Linked DNA regions of Mus musculus: regions 2 and 3 are each linked to region 1. Evidence: chromatin contacts called from public Hi-C and promoter capture Hi-C data. All regions are on one chromosome and are shown on one strand. Each heading gives the region's core, a stretch centred on a gene start, on an enhancer-like site or on the middle of the called end of the contact. The rest is flanking DNA. Distances are from core to core; before and after follow the strand shown. Region 1 holds the start of Surf6 (surfeit gene 6). Region 2 holds the start of AA543186 (expressed sequence AA543186). Region 3 has its middle 16 kb from the start of Ralgds.

Region 1 (3,638 bases), core at 29-2,528:
GAGGGTGGCTGATGGGAACAATCTGGTCCTCTCCTAAGAGCTGTAGATACACAGAACTATTGCACCCTCTCTCCAGCTCCGTTTGTTTGTTTGTTTTTAACACATGATCTTAAGCCAGGCGGTGGTGGCACACCTGGGAGGCAGAAACAGGTGAATCTGAATTCAAGGCCAGCCTGGTCTACAGAGCAAGTTCCAGGATAGCCAAGGCTACACTGAGAAACCCTGTCTCCAAACAAGCAAACAAATAAAAGGGGTCTCAGTATGCAGTCCTGGCCATCTGGAATTCACAGTAATCTTTCTTGCTTGTTTGCCAAGTGCTGGTGTTAAAAGGCTTGCAGACCACCTCCCACCTGTGCCTCCCAGACTCGTTTACTTTTATGAGTGCTGTTTGTAAGTATGTCTGTGCATCAAGACCATCCCTGGTGCCACTGAGAGCCAGAAGAGTGTTAATGAGTCCCTAGAACTGGAATTAGGGGCTGGTGTCAGCTGCCATGTAGCTGCTGGGAACCAAATCTGGGTCCTATGCAAAAGTAGCAAGTGCTCTTAACCACTGAGCCATATCTCCACCCGCTCCTTTTACTTTCGGAGAGTTTCCTGAAGTTGCTCATGCAGAGGTGATCACATCCTGTAGTCCTGACAGGCAGGCGGGTCTTGACCTCGAGGTCTTTCTCCTCAGCCTCCCTACCAACCAGGCCCAGACGCAATTAACATTTTATGATTTAAGACTTGCTTCCACTTCCAAAGATAAGGAAATGTTAGCGCTTTAAACTAAACAGCCAAGAATGGAGTGTGCGTTCTTTCAACACAAGAAACACATTCACAGACAAGGGCTGAAAAACACACACGCCAGTAAGAAAACTCTTCACACTTGTAGTAGCAAGCCCGATTTTCTTTCCGTTCGAGTCTGGTAATTTCCTAACTGCCTCCCACTCCTTCAGGGCCCAGAGCTCAAGCTTTTGCTGTCCCCGCGAGTACCCACCCGCTCGAACTCATATCCCTTGCGGGGGGTCCGGCCCCGACCTAGGACAGCGGGCTCCTTACTGACGGCGTCTGCTCCCAAAAGCTGCTCGAGCCGGATGCCTTACCCCATGTGCTCCTCTGTCGTTCAGGGCCAGGCTGCGCGCAGATCTTCTTGGCCAAGTCCTGAAGATAGGTATCCTTGGCCAGGAGAGAAGCCATGCTGCCAACCAAGGCTGGGACCAGAATAGGAAGCTCCCGCGGTGGAGCCCCGCCGGAAGCTCCGTACACGCAGGTACCACCAGTAGAGCGGCGTGACCCCGCCGGAAGTATCTTATGCGCAGACGCAGCCTGGAGCACCGGAAGCCACCCCCAAGGATTAGCCGTAATCTAAACTCCAGGTTAGCAAACCAGCCAGCCAGCCCCGGAAGCCACAGTGTAAATCCGCTAGCAGCTGCTTTCCTCTCGGAGCTCAATTAGCCATGCCTGACGGGCCGGCTACTCCTCAATCTGGAGGCGTTTCTCTGAAAATGGAGCCTGTAACCTGAGAGGGCTGGGCTCCCACCGAGCTTGAAGCCCTCAGGGCCGGGCAGACCTGGGCTACTATAGCTCTTTCCCTACTGCTGGACTGAAGGTCAGAACCCCGCCTGCAGGGGATGCCCAGCATCCTATTGCCACTCCCGCCACACAGAGCAAAACGCAATCAGGTATAAAAAGACGTGGGCCACAACTAGAGACCTGAGTATGGCGTGGATCTTAGATTACATGCGGTAGCAATGAATCTCAATGGTGATGAGCCCTTAGGAATAAGAAACTACTTGCAGATGGCGTTAAAGCTACTTATGAGGAAATGAAGGGAAAGGCAAGCCCAAAGAAGAGCCTGCCCGGTAGTTTTTTGGGTGTGACCCAGCAACTCAGAAGTTCATGAAAAAAGGTGACACACAACTTACATCACTTGTGACTCTGAATTTCTAGAACACTAAATCCCCAAGCAGTATCTCCAGGGAGCTCTGGCCCTGGCCACGCAAGCAGAGGAAAGACAATGGTGCCCTTTAAAGGAGAAGTTTCGCTTTTAAATGTGAACGACAGAATTGACTAAACAATAAAACACTGTCTTTCACTAGGTGGCTAAGCTTTCTCCAGGGCACTTACAAGCTCTTCCAACAGTTAACACTGCTTTGGCATCACTGCTGGAAAACTCCCTCACTGGGGCAGTGACTTGCCCCTAGCTACACATTCCAGTGCTATGTTCTTTTTGGCTATTGTAGGTGCTGGGTCACCTGGTGACCAGCCTATGTTCCTTATAGACCCAGGACTACAACCATGGATGAGGCATGCTGATGGTAGTCAGGAGTGACAGGCTGAATGCACATACCTGCCCGAGAACCATGGTTTCTGTATGTCAGCCGTGAGCCTGGTACTGAGGGGCAATGGGGTCTGAGCTCCCGGTTTCTAAGATCTTCGCTTCTGAGCAAGACACCTCAGCCTTTCCAAGCCCAAGGCCAGTCCTTCTAAGATGCAGGCATGATAGCTCTAAGTAGGATGGCAAAAATAGGTGGCATCAAAGGTACAGGTGCTGCAGTCATATAGCTTGCAGTACTAGCGGATTCTTCATCCATTTATTTTATGTCACGGATTTACTAGATGCCAGGAACCCAAAGCTATATAAGGAGGGGCCGTCCCACTGTTCCCTCCATGGGTGTCAGGCCTCTTGGTGTTACTGTGCTCCTCACATGCGCTGCTTTGTGATGGACAACTCCTGGGAGAGGTTACCCAGCCACTCTAAGGACTTGGAGCTGTTGGAATCCCTCGGCGTCTTTTGGTGTCTCTATTGCCAACACTGTCTTTGCATCTCTGAGTCTCTCACGCATGTGTGCAGGTGTGAATGGTGTGTATATGTATGCCTGTATGTGGTGGACATGTGTGATGAAGTGCCAGCCTAGGCCTCACTCTCCCATCTCCCCCTTACTCCCTCTTCCCATCAATGTAGTATTCCCTGCCCTGAGCACAGTGGCTTAGGTGACTCGGCCACACTGTGGGTTTGGTTGGCCAGGTTTCAGGTCACAGTTTTCTTGGCTGTGGGATGATGCTAGTGTCTACTTGAAGATCCTCCAGCCACATGAGAGATGTGAAGGGGTGGTGGCTCAGTGGCTGCTTCCCCACCTCTAAGGGCTCTTCTTCCACCCCAGAGGCATGGTAGGGAAACTGGAAGCCCCCATCTGGACTCTTTATTTCCATTATAACAGTGTTCAGCCCTGATTTTGACACCTGTTACTACAGAGACATCTTTGGGCCTGCACCTGTCCCACAGCCCATACTACCTGTGATCAGGGGTTGTTTACCACCCCAGCCCCATCTCAGGGCAGCCCCGAACTGGAGTCCAAGTGGCTAAATTGAGCCCCTGAAGGAGAAGTGACCAGAGCAGAGGACACTACTAGACTTAGAACTTCTGTGCTAGCTACCTGGGGTTCTCTGGGCTGAGCGGGCCAGGGCCCCCAGTCTTACCTGGTACCTGTTTACCCCCTTTCTGTTGTTCAACTACAGCCTCTGAACTGAGAATTTGGGACTTATTTTCTGGTTGTAAAAATAAAAAGTGCCATGCCACTTTTATAAGAAAAAAAAAAAAAAAAAAAGGAGGGGCTGTTACTCAAGGAACCCAAGGGCAATCTTGGACTAATCAA
Region 2 (3,484 bases), core at 373-2,872, 1.6 Mb before region 1:
GTCCTCTACAATAGTACACTCCTTCAAACCAATGAGCCACCTTTCCAGCCCCCCTTTTCATTTGATTCAACATTATTTTCTAATTTAGTTTGTGATTTAAAAAAAACCCAAAACCCTCTTATTTAGAGTGGTGTTTACGCTTTTCAAATATTTATTGATTTCTCACTTTTCTAGTCCAAATATGGCTAAAAATATGTTATGTGACCAAAATCTTTCCAAATTTATTTCGACTTCTTTTAGGTCTTATATATGGCCTATAATGAATTTCTGTGTGCTTAAAGGTATAGCTTCCCATTGTTTGAGTACTGTTAGACAAGACTTCACTCACTCTGGGGCCCAGGCTGGCTTGGAACTATGTAACTTCCTTACCTCTGCAGTGTTAAGAGTCTGTATATGGGCACAGACAGGTGTTGCTTTGCTTTAATTATGAGAAGGGCAAGGTTACTTCATCATTGCTCTCTGTGGCTGACTTGGTTTTCCTCTTTCAACCCCTTCAAGACCTTCAATGTCGCTAGATTCTGAACTTGGACAAGGATTTGTCCCACAGTGGCTTATCATTCTTGCCTGGCTTGAATTGGAAGATTTTCAGCTCCAGATTTTGTTTTGGTCTAACAAACTCTTCCTATTTCTTCCCTCAAAGGTTTATTTTTTTTTTTAACGTAGAGCTCTAACTAGCCCTTTGGTATGCCAACTGCCACCTCATGGTCATAAGCAGTAGCAGAACGTGGGAATGTGTAGACCTGGCTTGAGTTGGCGTGAATAGCCAACAAGAACTCCGCCTTCATTTTGGAAGATATGCAGACCTCAAAGTCATTGCACCATCTGCCATGGTTCCGAAAACCTACATTTGAGAGCACTATTGTAATAGCGATCTGTGAGGACTTAAAAGTAGGGAAGGGGCCGGGTGTGGTGGCGAACGCCTTTAACCCCAGCACTCGGGAGGCAGAGGCAGGCGGATTTCTGAGTTTGAGGCCAGCCTGGTCTACAGAGTGAGTTCCAGGACAGCCAGGGCTATACAGAGAAACCCTGTCTCGAACCTCCCCCAACCCCACAAAAAAAAAAAAAAAAAAATGTAGGGAAGGGGCGCGGGATCAGGTAGGTCTTCTGTAGGAGATTCAAACTAAATGATCGCAACGTAGGGAACTCTCCAAATGCTCAGAAATACCACAAGTAAGTTGGGAAGCAGCAGTTTCACCCACCGGACAGTGGGCAGTTTTGTCGTTTTGCATGTTTTCCTCGAGGGAACCACGCGCACGGAAAAGTGAGGTCGTTTTAAACCCGTTGCCGAGTACGTAGGTAGGGCTAGGAGCGGAATGGTCGCAGAAAGGGTCGCTCCCAGGCCGGAGCGACTAGAAAGGCCAGGCCGCGGCCTCAGGGCGCAGAGCCACCCCAGGACTCAGCCTCAGCAGGGCCGTCCCTTCCTCCGGTCAGGAGTTTTGCGTTTCACCTCCAGGCGCGCCAGGGTGATGCCCGCTCCCCGAGATCGAGCGCAGGACTCCGGCAAGGGTGATAGTCCACAACTCAAGCCAGACGTAACTGCAACAAAGAACACTTCTCCAAACCGTAGTCAGTCCGCCCCCAACAGGGAGTCTGCAGGACGCCTGCAATGGAGCGGATGCGCGCGATTCAGCGACGTAAGGACGCGATGAAATAACGTCAACGGCACAGGGGCGGGTATCGTGACGCCAGTGACCCGCCAGGAAATACCAGCACAAGGGTGTACGCAGGCGCGGTGCTTAGACTAGGGTTCTGAGCTTGCGCAACGACCGATAAGACGCGGCGCGTGCGCACTGGTGTTTAGGGCGATGGGCGGGGTGTGGATGCCTTCGTTATGGCAGCCCGCGGTCTTTCTCAGTCTTGGGCTTCCTGACGCCTCCAGCAAGCGAGGTCTTTTGGGCCGGCTTCGCAGTTATGTACCCACCGCCGGCGCCGCCGCCGGCGCCTCACCGGGACTTCATCTCGGTGACGCTGAGCCTGGGCGAGAGCTACGACAACAGCAAGAGCCGGCGGCGGCGCTCATGCTGGAGGGTGAGGCGGGGTCCGGGCTGGGGAAGCCTTACCGAGGGAAGTACCTAGCTGGAGCGTTCGTGTCTCTTCCAGCGTCCAGAAGTTTCTGTGCTGCGTCTGGTTCTCGCAGCTTGGGTTTCGGTGTGGTTGCTTCCCCTGCCTAATGTCAGGTGCCCTGGGGATCCTGAGCTGAGGGGGCAATGAGCACAGCCCGTATGGTCCGACGATGCCTGAGCCAAGTCATGGGGATTTCAGGAGTTTTTCTCCAGTGCACGTGCAGCTGGACACATGGTGTACAGATCTTGTGCCATGTATGGGATGGTGTGCTCTGTCACCTCTAGCACTGTTCTGTCAATGTAAACTTTGCTGAGAGGGAACTTACCTGCCCTCAAGTAAGGACAAGCCTTACATAAGGGTCTCTCTGAATTGCTCTTTTAACCGAATCTGTGACAAGTGTCATTTTCCCGGCTCTTTCTTAGAAATGGAAGCAGCTTTCGAGGCTACAGCGGAATGTGATTCTCTTCGTCTTGGGCTTTCTGATTCTCTGTGGATTCCTGTACTCTCTTCATACGGCTGACCAGTGGAAAGGTATGAAATACCAGTGGTGCTCGAGCAGAGGAGATGCAGGCTGAGGTCAGATACAGTATTGCAATCCAGATAAAACAGTACCACAAGGCATGTGGTGACAGATTGGCAATAAATACAGCAGAGGGGAAAATGTGGAGCCCAGTATGACCAACTGGTGTACAGGTGACCCTGTAGGTCTTTGGGCCAACAGTGCTGTCCCTCCCCTCCCCATCAGTCTATAGCAGCAGATCAGCACTAATCACATGTCCCTACCACGTGGTACAGTGTGTTTGCCTGGGACCAGTGGATATCCTGAGAGGATCCTAGGATTCCTTCTGGGCTGCTTTAAGGTTGGAAACCCAAACATTGCTTCAGATTGCTCAAGTCAAGCTGCCTGTTTGGGCACTATTAAATTGATATGTTGCGGGGCTGAGGGGGTTGTTGTATGTTGTGTTTAAGGACACACTCTGCCAAATGCTTGAAAAAGAATTCAGCCTGGAAAAGACTGTGGTCTTCACACTTGGGAAATAGAGGTAGGAGGATCAGGAGTTGAGGCTAGCTTGGGCTACATAAAACCCTGCTCAAGCTGGGAGGTGGTGGCGCTTTTAATCCCAGCACTTGGGAGGGAGAAGCAGGTGACTCTGAGTTTGAGGTCAGCCTGGTTTACAAAGCCAGGGCTCCACAGACAAACTCTCTCCAAGATACAATGACACTAACAGCAGATTTGATTCCTCTGGGCCTTCTTGAGTTCAGTGCTTCTTGGAGGTTTCACTACCTGAAACAAATAGCACCTGTTTAGACATCTGTTCTGGAGCCTGTAATGGGCCTTAAGGTGAAAAGGTTTGCTTCCACAGCTCTGAGTGGCAGACCTGCAGAAGTAGAGAAGATGAAGCAAGAAGTCCTGCCTGTC
Region 3 (3,706 bases), core at 1,015-3,514, 1.6 Mb after region 1:
TTTATCCTCCGAGGTGTGAGAATCTGCCCCTGACTCACAGCCAACGGCCCCCAGACCTTGATAATAATCCATTTCATGTTACAAGACCCACGCTGGCTCAGCTGGGAAGAACCACTTTGGAGCTCATCCTGCTGTGGTTGGCAGGATCCACGGTGACCATGAGACCTCTCTGGCTTCTTGGCCATGTGGACCTGCCTTTCTGTAAAACGGCTCATAACATCAGAACCTGCCGCCTCCTCAGAGTCGGACAGGGAAGACGGAGGGCCAGGAGGAAACAAGAAATCCAGTAAGACACAAGATGCTTTCTAAACAGAACATTGGCCGTGACCTTGTGGTCATGGTATTTGTTAGTTGGAAGCTAGTCAGTTCCAGCCCACTTCAGGGGATGGGGTTAGGGCTGGTGGGGATCGGCCGGCGGCTTAGGGTTGATGTATGGGCTGAGCAGAAGAGTTAGCATGCAGGCCAATGGGAGGTGTGTGCCAGAGGGGCACATCTGACTTTGCTTACCTGTCGACCCTCCAGTGTGTAGGCTGGGAGAGGAGACCAAGAGAGGACATGACTGTCCCTGTACCACTGCCCAGAGCCAGGCTTGCTGTAGTTTATATCCCTGCCACTCTCCATCCCCACCCACAATTCTTCCAACTCTTAAGGTTGTGTTTTAGTCACAGCTGACAGCAGTCCCCAAGTGTTACGGTGTCATCTTACACACACATACACACACACACACACACACACACACACACACGGTCAAGTAGGTGCTGGAATGAGTCTCCACTGTGCTTATGGGAGACCAGGTAGGCCTTGAGAGGAAAACAAAGGACAGAGATGGGTGACTCACATGGCCTTTAGCCTCCTGAGATCGAAGGGCCAGGGATATGGAAACACAGAGGTTGGTTGTCCTGGCACCAGGGTGGCCATGAGCAGCAGGAAGCATCTTCTTCCTCACCTGCTATTGCCTTCATTGCTGTCACCCCACCCCACCCCACCCCCCATCTGCACACCTGCTGCTGTCTCTTGACTTTTTCCTCTTCCATTTTCAGGTATGTGTGTTATACATATATGTGTATATATGTTGTGCATGAGTTTTGGTTCATTTGTTTTGAGACTGGGTCTCTACATAGCACTAGCTATCCTGGAACTCACTGTGTAGACCCCAGAACTCACAGACATCCTCTTCCGAGTGCTGGGAACTCCAACACACTGGGCGTAGATGCATGTGTTGGCACATGCATATGGTAGGTGCTGTGATCATTGAGGGAGGCAGGGTCTCAACTAATAGGGCTGGGCTTGCTGGCCAGCTTGCTCTGGAGATTCCGTCTCTATCCTTTGAGGCTAGATTTATATCTGTCTGGATAGCCACAGCCATCAGGCATTTGCCTGAGTCGTGGAGGTCCTGGCCCTGTAACCTCTGAGCCATTTCCCCAGCTTCTGACTTTTACGGTTGTCTGAACTTGGTGAAGTAGCAGAGCTGGAGAGCCATTCATCCATGTGCTTGTGCATCTCATAGGTCAGCCACACGAGAGAAAGCAGGAAGAGCAGTGCAGAAAGCTGACAGGGAGCGAGACAAGAGTCAGCGAGGTAGGCATGACGGTGACAAAAAGGTGACAGGCCTGGTACGTTGTGTTAGTGTCCTGTGGCTGCTCTAGCAGAATGCCATATACTGGATGACCCTGTGCAACAGAAATCTCTCGTGGTTCTAGAGGACAGAAGCCTAAAAGCAAGGCATCAACACCACTGAACCACAGCTTCTGGCATGGCTGTAGTCCTTAGCTTTAAATCCCCCTAAACGTGTCTGTAGTCCTCTGCCTCCACACAGCTGCCTCTGTGTGTCTGTGTCTCTGTGTGTCTGTGTCTGGTTGTCTCCATTACTGTAAGGACATCGTGTGTGTGTGTGTGTGTGTGTGTGTGTGTGTGTGTGTGTGTGTGTGTGTGAGAGAGAGAGAGAGAGAGAGAGAGAGAGAGAGTGTGTGAGAGTGAGAGAGTGAGCCCTGACCTGACCCCATCCCAGTCTAGCCTTGTGTTGCCTGGATCTGCAGGACCCAAGGGCTTTTGGAAGGACACAGCTGAGCCTGTGAGGAGGGTTATAGGGAAGGCCAGGTTCCTTAGGATCTGGCAGAATTTCACCTGTGTAGGAAGGCTTGAAGGCCACCAATGGTAGCACCAGCAGGTGGCGCTGTAACCTCTGGTGTGGAAGTTCAGTACTGCACTGCCCTGTCCCGAGTTTCCACAAAAGCTCATCTGGTTGCCAGGAGACAAAGCAAACTGTAAACAGGTCAGGAGTCATCCTTGGTGACACACACTGAAGGAAATCAGAATGAGAGCAGGCGAGCAGCAGGGTGTTGCTGGTAACCACTGAGGAGACCTCAGCTTCTCCCCCACCCCCTCTCCCCAACACACACACCTTGGGGCCTGGACTTTGCCTCCCTCTGGCTCGTCACCAGTAAGTTGCCTTGGCCTACTGCAGTTTCCAGACAGCTCCCCTACCTATTACCACAGGCCACAAGAAGTAGTTTTAGGGAAAGGTGAGCTGCTTATACAACACATGGCTGGCAGGGACCTTAGCCTTAGCCTGTCCCAGAGGAGGCATGTCTACCCAGCATGGCCTGCTGCCAACACTGGTTGGCTGGGCATGGGGACAACCCCTGGTTGGGTAATGGCAAGCCCCAGGTGACACTCCTTTACAGACAAGCCAGGGAGGGGCCAGGCACCAGGGCTAGGGCGGAGAATGCCTTCCAGTTATACTGGGCTTCTAGTGGTCAGAGCCCTGTCAAGGCAGGAAGAGCCTGAGTTGGTGGTTAGCAGGAATGGAGATGCAAACCAAGCTAGACAGATTTTTTTCATCCCCCTGACTCTAATGAGGGCCTCAACTCTGCTTTCTGTGTTGGGTCTTGAACCTCAAGAGAATCCTCTCTTAGAGGGTCACGGGGTGGTGCACGACTGCAATCCCAGCTGAGGCAGGAGAATTATGAGTTCAAGGTCATCCTGAGGTACACTGTGAGACCTGAATCCCCTACACACACACCCCCAAACTGAGTCTTAGAGGCATAGTACTTTCTTGGATAGGTGGCTTCCTTGTAGGCAAAGGTAGGTTTGGGGAGCCTCCAGGGCCCCTTACAGGTAGCTGAGACAGCCTGAGGAGGTAGAGATGGGAAGGAATGTGGCATCTCCATAAAAATGACAAGTCCCAGAAGAAGGGAGAGTTCCCATGGCAACCTAGTACAGTTGCTTAGCAACCATAGTCCCCCAAAATACCTGCAGGAAGACTCCCGGCTAGGGGCTTTCCCACCGCCTGTGTGTGGCTCTTAGCTCTGAGTGGTTACCTCCTGTGGTTGATCCACCCACACCTCCATATAGGGCCTAGCAGCCCACAGCCCCAGGATCCTTACTGAGAGAAACCCCAGTCTACTCCCTCTTCCTATTACCCCAAGCTGCAGCTGCCTACCATCAGGCCAGTCCCTTAGCAACCAATGCCATTTTCTAGATATCCGAGTGACAATTGGACAGTGGTAGAATGTCAGAAAGATTCAGAATCAGCTGTACAGTCAATTGTAGCCTGGTGCCGGCCATTCCAGAGGGACAGGCACGATGTTTTAACAACACAAATACCCTGTAGCCCCGGACTCCCTAGTCCTGGGGCACGGCAGCATCCCAGGTGTGGCAAAGACCAAGAGTCCCCTGGAGCTCCTGGAATACAAGGCTGTGGTCT

What was found. Hi-C and Micro-C count contacts between places; a contact is called where the count stands out from the background. Capture Hi-C pulls out chosen DNA fragments and counts their contacts.
Region 2: a contact with region 1 is called in a promoter capture Hi-C map of liver, with 2.9 times the contacts expected there. The contact joins the promoter of AA543186 here to the promoter of Surf6 in region 1. A contact is called at or near these places in 3 of 39 promoter capture datasets (liver, pre-B cells and second pharyngeal arch cranial neural crest) and 1 of 9 other capture datasets (liver).
Region 3: a Hi-C map of B cells shows a contact between it and region 1, with 6 read pairs. The contact joins the enhancer-like site here to the promoter of Surf6 in region 1. A contact is called at or near these places in 3 of 39 promoter capture datasets (embryonic stem cells, hippocampal neurons and liver), 1 of 484 Hi-C or Micro-C datasets (B cells), 2 of 115 datasets of contacts at active chromatin or transcription factors (embryonic stem cells and thymic regulatory T cells) and 1 of 9 other capture datasets (liver).

Annotation. Positions count from the first base shown.
Region 1 is chr2:26,901,609-26,905,246 of GRCm38.p6, forward strand. It overlaps Surf6 (surfeit gene 6), which reads right to left and starts at 1,279. Exons shown (of 5, transcript NM_009298.4): 1 at 1,086-1,279. The coding sequence starts at 1,179.
Region 2 is chr2:25,330,949-25,334,432 of GRCm38.p6, forward strand. AA543186 (expressed sequence AA543186) reads right to left here and starts at 1,623. Exons shown (of 2, transcript NR_027448.1): 1 at 1,200-1,623. Man1b1 (mannosidase, alpha, class 1B, member 1) reads left to right here and starts at 1,795. Exons shown (of 13, transcript NM_001029983.2): 1 at 1,795-2,028; 2 at 2,487-2,595; 3 at 3,429-3,484. The coding sequence starts at 1,912.
Region 3 is chr2:28,515,172-28,518,877 of GRCm38.p6, forward strand. It overlaps a transcript of Ralgds not described here. Among named protein-coding and RNA genes, the nearest start is that of Ralgds, 16 kb to the right of the region's middle. Within about 2 kb of position 2,265, at least 225 of the 459 cell types and tissues checked have an H3K27ac peak or open chromatin away from gene starts, as enhancers often do. A contact at or near this core is called in B cells, embryonic stem cells, hippocampal neurons and 2 more, where this site is marked.